Regions from separate parts of the Mus musculus genome. Here region 1 is linked to region 2. The links are chromatin contacts, called in public Hi-C maps. All regions are on one chromosome and are shown on one strand. Each heading gives the region's core, a stretch centred on a gene start, on an enhancer-like site or on the middle of the called end of the contact. The rest is flanking DNA. Distances are from core to core; before and after follow the strand shown.

Evidence for each region. A called contact is a pair of places that touch in the nucleus more often than the background predicts.
Region 1: a contact with region 2 is called in a Hi-C map of neural stem cells, with 3 times the contacts expected there. The contact joins two enhancer-like sites. A contact is called at or near these places in 10 of 484 Hi-C or Micro-C datasets (the N1E-115 cell line, adipose-derived mesenchymal stem cells, cerebral cortex and 7 more), 2 of 115 datasets of contacts at active chromatin or transcription factors (bone marrow-derived dendritic cells and double positive thymocytes) and 3 of 9 other capture datasets (adipose tissue, liver and pancreatic islet).

What each region holds. Positions count from the first base shown.
Region 1 is chr4:82,930,590-82,935,890 of GRCm38.p6, forward strand. Frem1 (Fras1 related extracellular matrix protein 1) reads right to left here. Exons shown (of 37, transcript NM_001198811.2): 27 at 4,272-4,416. Gm33260 (a long non-coding RNA gene) reads left to right here. Exons shown (of 3, transcript XR_390683.3): 2 at 1,395-1,497. Among named protein-coding and RNA genes, the nearest start is that of Gm33260, 9.6 kb to the left of the region's middle. Within about 2 kb of position 3,897, at least 58 of the 459 cell types and tissues checked have an H3K27ac peak or open chromatin away from gene starts, as enhancers often do. A contact at or near this core is called in neural stem cells, where this site is marked.
Region 2 is chr4:82,834,338-82,839,942 of GRCm38.p6, forward strand. It overlaps Zdhhc21 (zinc finger, DHHC domain containing 21), which reads right to left. Exons shown (of 9, transcript NM_026647.4): 5 at 3,939-4,050; 6 at 1,109-1,247. Among named protein-coding and RNA genes, the nearest start is that of Zdhhc21, 23 kb to the right of the region's middle. Within about 2 kb of position 1,469, at least 4 of the 459 cell types and tissues checked have an H3K27ac peak or open chromatin away from gene starts, as enhancers often do. A contact at or near this core is called in neural stem cells, where this site is marked.

The DNA.
Region 1 (5,301 bases), core at 2,647-5,146, 99 kb after region 2:
TTACAAGGTGTTTCATAAAAGCAGTTTAAATGTTTAAAAGTTCGCCTGATAGAAATTCCTCTCCTTTTACATTTCTTTCAACTTTTCTCTTCTGAGGCCAAGACTGAGTAACAGAACAGCTGGGGCAGTTGTTCGAGAGGACAAGAATCAGTGATCAGAGAAAGCATTGGATGAGAAGGGCCAAGGGGATAACTTTTATTTTGAAGTTAACTCTCTCTCTCTCTCTCTCTCCCTCTCTCCCTCTCTCTCTCTCTCTCACACACACGCACACACACACATACACACACAGAAGGAAGTCCACATGAACCGTGTACTAAGAACATTACATTGGTGTACATTGGTTCCATTCTCTGGTCTACAGGGATGCTCTCAGTGAGTTCTATGGGCCCTGTGTGCCTTGCTTGGGCTCCGTAGATCGTTTGGACAGTCGAGCTGAGCCAGCGAGCAGAGCAAGCTTGTGAATGAGCAGTGCCAAGGCCAGAGCCAGGAAGAGCTATGCTATGCTCTCTGAGATCTGGATGTCAGGGTTCACATTCGGAGGCCACTCTTCCCCTGGCACAGAGATAGTTACCTCAGTGTTTGGAGTCTAATTTCCTTATTATCTTTGGAGGATTGTGTTTTTAAGCACCTAGCATGCTGCCTAGAATTTAGGCACTTAGCCAAATCTAAATCTTGAGGCAAGCATCCATGGATTTCAGTGTTATAAAATAACTTCTATTTATGGCAGTGTCTTCTGAATGCGTTCTGTGACAAATTGTCACCTGCACTAACATGGAGGGCGGGGGTGGGGGACTCTGGCCTGTTGAGGTGAGGTGAGCTACTTAATGAGCCCTTTCACAGAGTCTCAATAACAAGATCAGCTTGATGGATTTTGATATGATATACTTTTTTTTTAACCTTTAGAAAGATGTTTATTTAGCTCACAATTCAATAGGTTCAAAGCCCTCTAGATATGATATACTTAAACACACTCACCAACTAGCTAGCTGCTGCTAACTTGATTAATCTCACCCAGACCAAACTTTCCTATGTTTGATGAAATAGAGCATCTATCAATCCCTCAGAACTAAGAATGCACAGAAAGCACAAAAAGAAAGCACACTGTTTAGCTTACTGCGAATAACCACATGGATTGTTTGCTTTGTGAATAACCCTAAAATCAATATCTAATTACAGATAGGCTTTCATCTACCAAATGGTTCAGGATACTTCTTCAAACGGTCAATTGAATTAACATAGATACTCAGGGGAATTACTACTAGTAGTAAGGACCCCAAGATGCTTCCATTTGTGGGACCTCATGTATTTATCTAAAGTAACTATAATAGTTCCCTATTGTACATATGAGAAAGCTGTTGTGAGCAATCACTAAGTGCAGGCCTGTTCAACTCCAGATCCAAGGATAATTATCCCCACTATATCCCCCGGGAAGGAGATATGGAGACCACACGAACGTTGACAGTTGCTTTTCACGATTCCACACACACACAAAAACGGGTAAGCCTTAAAGTTCTTCATGGGAAAATATGTCTCTTGTAGCTTGGGTGGCCAATACCTACTGGGAAAGAAAGGCTTAGCTAGCATTAAGGAAGGATGAAGGGGGCAGAGCAGGGTGGCAGGCCACATGGGCTAATAAGGGCCGAGTCCCAGCTACCATACTAACCAGCTGCACGCGTGTGTAAGCCTCCTCCAGCTCTGTGCCTCTGTTTCCTTGCCTGCAAGTTCTAAATTATGACGGTTTTAGTGAATAAATAACATTAAGTAGAGCTAAAAATCATGAAATTCTAAATGCCTATGGTTCATATTGTGTGTGTAAGTAGGCTCTGACTGGTTGTTTTGTGACGACAAAACACTATTTAGAATTTTGTTTGTTTATTTGTTTTAAAGCCTCCCTCTCTTGTCCCCTTAGTGTGCGTGTGCGTGTGTGTGTTCAGAAGACAGCTCTTAAGAGTTGGATACGGGGGCAGGGGGTGTATGTTGGGGATTTAGCTCAGTGATAAAGCATTTGCCTAGCAAGCGCAAGGCTCTGGGTTCAATCCTCAACTCTGGGAAAAAAAAATTTAAATTAAAAAAAAATAAAAAAGAGTTGGATAGGGAAGTAAACTCAGGTGTTCCGGGCTAAACCCGCACCCTGTTTGTTATCAGAAAAATGTGTGTTTAGTTTCAGGAAAGAAAACCAAACCAAAATCCGTGTCTGCTTGGGCACAACTATTCCGCTCAAATACCGAGACAACGCAGAGCAATGTTTACTTCCATGAGCCCCCTCAAAAGGAAGTAACAGACAGGATGCTGGGCCCAAATCTGAGTTATTTTTGAATTATCTGTCCGCGGGCATCTTTCTTCACGGGTTTGAGCCATCTCCAGATGATAGCGTCATCTCCAGCATGAGCCTATGGAAAGAGATCTCTGTACAAGGATGCCTATGCCAATCTCAACCAGTCTCCTCAGAAGCCATAGCGCTGTTAACCACGTGATAATGACTCGACTGTGACTAACAACAAGGCTTGTAAAGGGTTCAAGTGTGGCGAAAGCTAGTATCATTGCTGGGGGTAAATTCTGTCACTCACACCATGCTGGCTGGCTTGCGGAGGGCCAAAGGTTTGTACTCACTCAGGGGCAGAACTGAGCAACACTGCATTTCAGTAGAACCATTTTTAAACGACTATAAGGCTGAGTGAAGTCAATTTGTTAACAGTTTTAGAATGTAGTCAACTATTTTTCTTGAAAATAACGTCTTTTCTTTTCTTTTCTTTTCTTCCTTTCTTTCCTTCTTCTTCTTCTTCTTCTTCCTCTTCCTCTTCCTTCTTCCTTCTTCCTTCTTCCTTCTTCCTTCTTCCTTCTTCCTTCTTCTTCTTCTTCTTCTTCTTCTTCTTCTTCTTCTTCTTCTTCTTCTTCTTCTTCTCTTCTTCTTCTTCTTCTCCTTCTCCTTCTTCTTCTTTTCTCTTAAGGTAAGTTATCGCTATCTAATCTTTAGCCCGTGATCTCCAGGAATCAGTTCCCTTAGGCAGAGGCAGTTTAATGGGTGTTTATAGCTTCAGGATTTTAAGTCCAGATACCTGGTCTTCCTTGTTCGTACCTGATCCCTAACACCCAGTGCTGTGCGCCTGGCATATGGTAACCACGGGACCAACATCGTCTGTGGGGTTATTTAATAAACCAGGCTGAGGGACTGCACTTGAACAGGCAAAAGAAGCCGCATCAGAACGCATTTCTGAGACAGGATGTCTGGGTTTGCTAGCAATGGCTGTAGCACTCTCTGGTGGCGAGTGGTGAAACTACACTACAGAATGAGGACACGGAAAATCCAGCCCTGAGAACATTTTCTCAGTTTCTCTTCCCGTTCACAATTCGACATAGAGGGAGCATAGTAGGGCTGTGCTCGTTTATGCTATTATTTATGTCTTGGATATGGTGAACACAAAATTTAGAACGAATTAAATGTTCTCTGAGGCGTCTGGGAAAGGCAGTAAATAACGAAAACGAATGCAGCAGGAGAAATGGACGGATGGACCTCATTGTGACCATCTGTCAGCCAGTAAATTATTCAAGGTCTATATCCAGAAGCATCTGGGAAGGAGGCACAGTCACTGAAATTATCCTGCTCTGTTAATCTTGTTAATATCACAGATTTGTTCTTGTTATGGCCACTATCCTACATCATATATATTTGTGTTTATAAATATCACTTAATATCCCCTCTACTCTATTTTTGTTTATACTATCTTCTTCTTGCCTATAAGGCTTGTTAACTTACAGAGGCAAGTGTTTTCTTTCTTTCTTTTTTGTAAGAAAGAATATATTTGGCTGCTTCTTTCTACTTCATCCCACCCCCACCTCCGTCCCCACCCACCATGGCTCAGAAGCCAGTCGTGACTAACACAGTCCTAGAGTGACCTCTGGCTGCAATACGAACACACACAGGCTTTGAGCTCAGTCCTGAAAGGCCTCCAACAGTCACTTCCCAGGGTGTGAAAGGCGATGCATTTACAACCGTGATAAAAAGGGTGCTGTTTGCTGAGCCTTTTAGTGCCTTTATAATCTGGGAACTACTGGTTTCTCCATCATCTAGAAATGATACAACAGAAATCCCCTCTCCAAAATAAATTGCATGAGCCTATGAAATAGTCCATCAATTTACCCTATTAATTGTAAAGGTTTACCCTGTAAACATTTACCCTATAAACAGTGAAAGACCTGGTATGGAAAAGATTATTTCACGTTCTTAATCGGATAAACGTGACATGCAGAGCCAGTGAATAATGGAAAGTTACCTCTGGGGAGTGGCAGTGTTCCCTGTGGGGTCCATGGCCTGAAATTCCAGGATATCGGAAGTCACTTGCAAAGAAGGGTTTATGATGTAAAGGATGGTCTTATGGCTTAAGTCCTTCTGGCTAAATCGCTCGTGGATGAATTCACCTACAAGCAAGAAATAGATGGATCTCTCATGGATAATCAAATCAAACATCACTTGAGAATTAAAAAACCACACAGCTGTTTTGTTTCAAACAGATTTAAGGAATAGAGTGCCGGGCTGGGGGTTCTATTCAGGCGGTAGTACTTGCCTAGCATGCATAGAACACACCCAAAACCCTGTATGGAGGCATACACCTGGAACGCTAACACTTGAAATAAAGAGAAAGGATGATCCAAAGTTAAAGGCTGTGTTCTACTACATATCAAATTTGAGGCCAGCCGCTACCTGAGACCTTGTTTTAAAGAGAGAGAAAAAAAAGCCAAAGTCCATTTAAAGAAAATTAGCATTGTTGCACCCATGCTCAGATACAAATAAGATTGACTCAAATTCCTCTTTAAGTTTGCTTTGCTTTGGAGATACTTGCCTTATAATCCTAAACTAAAGAGAAAGGGAATGGGGAGTTAATAAAACCTGTCGCCTCTGCCATCCTGTTTAATGAGTTGTTGTGATCATTGCCTTCCTGAAGCAGAGCTAATATAAAATTTAGCAAAGCTATTAGGGGAAAAACCATATTTTTAAAAAAGCAGATGATATAATTGGGGATTCATACTAGGAGAAAGAAATTAATCTCAAATATCAATCTCACCCTGGCACTGTGTTCTGAATAAAACACAACATGAAAATAAAACAAAATAACAAGTCAGTGAAGAGTTCAGCTACTGTGTGTCAGGAGCTGTTTCTCCTTATGAAGATGAATTTAGAAGATTCAGCTTCAAACCCCTATTAGCAACAACATTGATTTATAAACTGAGTCTATCAGCAAGCCCTAGGGAGCACTCACCAAACGGGCCTACCTACACTTACCTGAGTTCCTCTTTAGCTCTGCC
Region 2 (5,605 bases), core at 219-2,718:
TCTGGAGCTGCTAGCATCATCAACAACATTTAGACAAATCTGAGCATTGCTTAAATGATCTATATCTAAAAATTACAGGTTCCCAACCTGTGAGTCATGACCCCCGCCCCGGGGGGTGGGGTGGGCAAACACTCTTTCCATGAGGGCCACCAAAGACCATCATAAAACACAGATATTTACATTATGATTCATAAGAGTAGCAAAATTACAGTCATGAAGTTGCAACAAAAATCAATTTATACTTGGGGGTCACCACAAGAGAAAATGTATTAAGGATTGTCATTAGGAAGTTGAGAACCGCTGCTCTAGAACATTCTACAAACTCATCTTTCCGCTAGGGAGAGCTGGAAGCAGAAGGCCAGATATGGTGGCACAGGCCTATAATCTCAGCACTCAGGAGAAATGAGCAGGAAGGCAGAGAGTTCACGACTACCTTAGGCCAAGATCTAGGCTTAAAATACAGAAACAAAGAGTCTTCTTCTCAAATGCTAACTATTCTCTGAGAACCTTAAAAATATCACTAATTCCCGCACTCCCGGGCAGACCTAGCATGAGCAACACGCCACAGGCTCCATGCTTTATGCCCTCTTTTGTGGTTATCGTTTGGTGATTTTTGACTTTGGTTTTCGTTGGCCTAGTGTTTTGCTTTTGTTTTTCGAGAGAGAGACAGAGAGACAGGAGAGGAGAGGAAGATGAATTTTGGTGGGAAGAATCTGGGAGAAGTGGAAGGAGAAGAAAGAATATGCAAAATAAATTGTATAAATTTTTTTTAAATAGTAAAATAAATAAATAAACCTGTCTGATTTTATTTTAAAAAGAAAGCCCATGATTTTTATACTTTTCCTTTGTTTTCATTATTTTATATTATTTTTAAACCAAGACTCATATACTGAAAGAGCTCATATTTTGTCTTCTGAAGAAATCTACTCAACACAAATAGTCATAAAGAGACTTGTCTAAAAAGAGCAACAGAGCGCTCTCTCGAGCCCAGTGTCCCGTAAAGCTCACTGGTGTGAGGCTCTCTGCTATCTCGGCCGCACACAGGAACCACCATGTTCACACATACGGCACAGCTGCTCTAACATTAGTGGATATAAACATGTCTTACCAAGTTACGCTTTTTTAGTGGAAGAAAATAATAATAATGGCAGAAAGAAAACATCAGTGCGTAGCAAGTAAGCAGCTCAGTGTAGAAACACAACTGCAGAAAGAGCCAATGGTTGTCTTCACCCACACAATTGTTTATCCTAAAGGGAAAATGAAAAAGAAACAGTGAAGGTTTAGTAAGATGCTCACATCAGGATCATGAAGGTAAGTCTCACCTAAACCTCAACTCCAGCTATTTAAAGATACACATTTTAACATGCCTTCTCCTTTACCAAGGAGGCCAGCTAGAGACTACATTACTCCAGCTCACATTAGCCCGGTGCCCTGTGCCAACTGACACAAGAAGATGCATAGTGGATTAGGTCACTGGCCTGAGGATACTCAGAAGAGACAAAGGCTGGACCCTGCCCTTCCTTGCAGCACTTTAGCAGAGGAGAGCAATTTAAACACTTCAGAGAAAAGCAACTCAGACTTGCTACATGGACAGAACTGAGAGGCTCACCATTTTATTTTTATATGTTTACTTTATGAAATATCTATCCTTGTCTGCTGAAACTAAAAATGTATTCAAAACCACTTACATGTACTATCTGTGAAAACAACAGTAAAGTCTAACTATAATAATGATAATATATAATCATAAATTATCAAGGTCCATTTAAAATGAGTATCCTATTTTACAAAATGGGTATATTTTTAAGGTACCATCTAATTTAAATTTTAATATAAAATTATTTTTCTCAGAATTATATGTTTTCCTTTAAACTAGGACTACACTATCACCAAAGGAGAGAATGCATATATATATACATAGCAAGTTCAATCCGTAGCTTAAATTGTTAAAGATATATTGTTTTACATTATTTTAAAAAAAATCAAAACTAGAACTGAGCTGGAATGCTTGTAGAGGTTTATCTGAGATTACAGAGCACACACTAGGTAAACAGGTCAACTCTAAGCCCTGTAACCTGAAAGAGAGACTCTTAAGAGAAGTGGCTCCCCTAAGCCTCAAACTCTGCTCGGTTGTTGCTATGCATCCTCCTCCCCTCCTCTAGTGCAGAACAACACAGCACAGGTCCTTGCTCGGAAACAGCATCTAACCCTGAAAGGCGAAGAGCCCTTGCTTAGTATGCGGTGCCTGAATTTAAACTATTTAGAAAGAACAGTCAGAGACAAAACAAAGACCAGACGTAGTGATCATCAGATCAGAGCTGAAGCTGAGATGGTTAAAATGTAGCAGTTTGTTAAAGTGTAAGAATCCTCTGCTTCAAATTAATACCATGCACTGTCCTCACTCGGATCTGAGCGGCACTCTGCTAGAAAATTCAATCACAGAAATCCCCAAATCTAGAGCAGGCCACCTTCCTTGCTAACCTCCCACCAATACCCTCAACCAGACACTGAAGCCTAGGAACAGAAATATCTCAACAGTACACTGAAAGTTAAAGACAGCTTCATTTCCTCACCAATGACCTAGTCTTTACCTTAAACAAATATCACTAATACCAACAGACACACTGCCCGGATGATTTTTTTTTTTAATTATAGCACTCTTTTGTAAGGAAGCAGCAGTACCCAGCTATTCCATAAATGCTTATTATATTTTTAGTTGATTAGGAAAAATAATACAAAAAAAAAGTACTATGAGCTTTTAGTGTGAGAATTAACTACCTGAAGATTTCACATAGTATTTTTGATATGCTATTATTGTGACTGGAAATACCACTGAGGTTTAAAAATACGGTACACTTTTTAAACACTGTATGGCATAGTATATAGTATCTTACAGTATATTTAGACAATTAGAAAACCTAAAGTGCTTTTATTTAAAAATGCTAGTCTGTTTTTCTAGTCTCTGGAAATCTATGTAAATAAACAGTTTATAGTTAAAAAAACATTTCAACTAAAAGTTTGTTAATTAACAATGCTATCAAAATGAGTTAAACATAAGGCAAGTGAAATTGACTAGCATCATTAAACAAAGGAAAACTGCCTTCCTTGGCCAACTGCAGGTAAATGGATGTAGGTTAAAGGAGGCTATTATACAGTTAACTTCCTGTATGCATGCATGTATAAATAGATATATATGGACATATATTTATAAAGTTCTATTATACCAATTTAAATATTTAAACAAGATTCAATGTTAAATAAGCAAAATTAAATATAATACCTTGCTCAAAGTTTTTTGTGACAGCTTTGAAATGAAATACAATCGATTCTCAGAGCATTTTTTAGATCTACTTTTTAACAGTATGACTTTAAATATTACAACAGAGCCCCCTATTGACCAAAAATATTGGCAGTTCTACAGAAAGTTAATTAGCACTTACATATATATATATATCCAACATGTACAAAATGTTGCTATCCAACAGAAAACACTCTAAAAGGTATAATGAGTAGAAGAGAGTTATCAGTGAATGTGAAAAGTGTTGTTCTTCTCCTGAGTAAGAAAAGAGGAATCTCAGCAGTGGACATTGCGGCTTTTCTCCCCGACAGGAAAAACAGCTGTGAGGTAAGTGCTTCCACACATCTGACCTTGGGCCAAATACTCTGCCTCCAAGCCTCATTGATATAAGCACCTTAGTCCTTCTGTGGTTGGGTATGTAGTAATTCTGCTCAAAGTTTTTGCTCAAGTGTTTTCTTGGTAGCAGGGATAAGTGAGGGATAGTTTACTCTGGGATTTGCAAGAATCATTTTTATTACAAAAATGTTTAATGGAGTGATTTTAATGTAAGTTTTTCTTAAAGCTGACAGGTTCTCACTGTCTTTTCCTTAGCTAATCCTCCTGCCGCAGCTCTTGAGTGTGGTGACAAGTATCTCCTTACCAAGGACAGTGATGGTCCATCCTCCTGACGCAGTGGCCGCAGCGGCTGCAGTGGTGGGAGCGCTTCGGCCTCATCAGGTTGCACTTGTTGCAGAGCTCCCACAGCTCCCGCTCTGCAGAGAGAGAGCACACACATCCGCTTACGAGGAGGCACACAAGTGAGCGAGGGATGCTCAGACTTACCAACTGCTACTAAATTCCACAGGGTGACATTTCTCTTTTTGCTGAGTCTCCAACATAAGCAAGCACCTTTGCCATAAATACTGCTGCATGTTCTACGTGTTTTATAAATTTCTATCTTAACACTACAAAAATAAGATACCATTGTTTCAAAGTAAGTGACAGAAAGCACAGTTCTAAAAAACATCATGAGAATGTGGTATCTTATAAAACTCTATGCCTAGCCAAAATATTACAAGAATTTTATATAAATCAATTAATTAATTTATACAAGTTATATTATCTAAAAGAACTAAAGAAGAAAGAATACTGAGTCTTAGTTTTAGTAAATAAATAAGCTGAAACCAATCTTATATTTTCCTAGAGCATTTTATTTTTAATAGTAATTAATTTGGGCGTATGTTTTAGACAAAGGCTAGAGGTCAGACTGGGTTTAGAAAGCATCCATCTAACAAAGAAGCAAAGGATAGAAAAATCATTAGTATTTAATGAAAATAAACAGCTGAGTGAGTTTTGGTTTTATGACACAGGGTCTGGATACTATGTTGCCCAGGATGGCTTTGAACTGCCACTAGTCCTGCCACAGCCAACCCCTTGCTAGAATCAGCTCCAGCCTATTACCCAGTTAGCAACTGCCTCTGGGCTATAGGAAAACAGAATGCAATTAAGGGTTTGCAGAAGAGAATAGGTACCTGTTTTCATCATGAATTGTTCATAAAAACTATTAATTCATCTTCCAAGATAAAGTAACTGCTTCCTTATATGAGATACATACTCTTTGCAGTTTCTAAAGTGAAATTTTACCATTCTAAAATGTCAGCCCTTGTGCTTCCACTACTGTCATAGTCTCACAGTAGGTGGACAGACATAGCAGCTGCACAAGGAGTATTACAGTATGGTCCTTGCACACAGTGGTGGTACTAAAGGAGTGTACAAATACGAAAGTCAGGTTTTTCAAAAACATTCTAAATCTTTTAAAAAGAAGATGTCAATAATGTTGTTTTCTGGGGAAAAAAAAATCCCCTTTTAAAAGCCTACCACTTTAGTCACTTGAGTCTAATGGCTATAGATCAGCATACTCCAATCTTACACAGGAAAATGTGAGGAAAATGTTCTGCTGGAGATATTTTGAAGGAAACTGGTAAGTAAAAATAAAATCTGTATCAAATTAACTGTCGTTTAAAACATCATCTCTTATAGTTCCTTTTATAATGGAAACATATCATGAGAGAAACAATATTGGAATCCAGTTTAAACACCTCACCAGCCTTACTACTACAAGCAAGATGGAAACTGAATAATAGCACCAACACAGCATCATTTTGGTGAATTAGCATGTAGCAGCCCAGAGATAATCAATGCTTTATTCCATGCCTAACATCCTGTATCTTAAGGAAAGAGAATGCCTAGAACACCGGGTTACAGAGAAGGAGCCTCTAACTCTGTGGTGCGAACAGGGCTTTTACCTTGTCACACTTGTAACCTTTC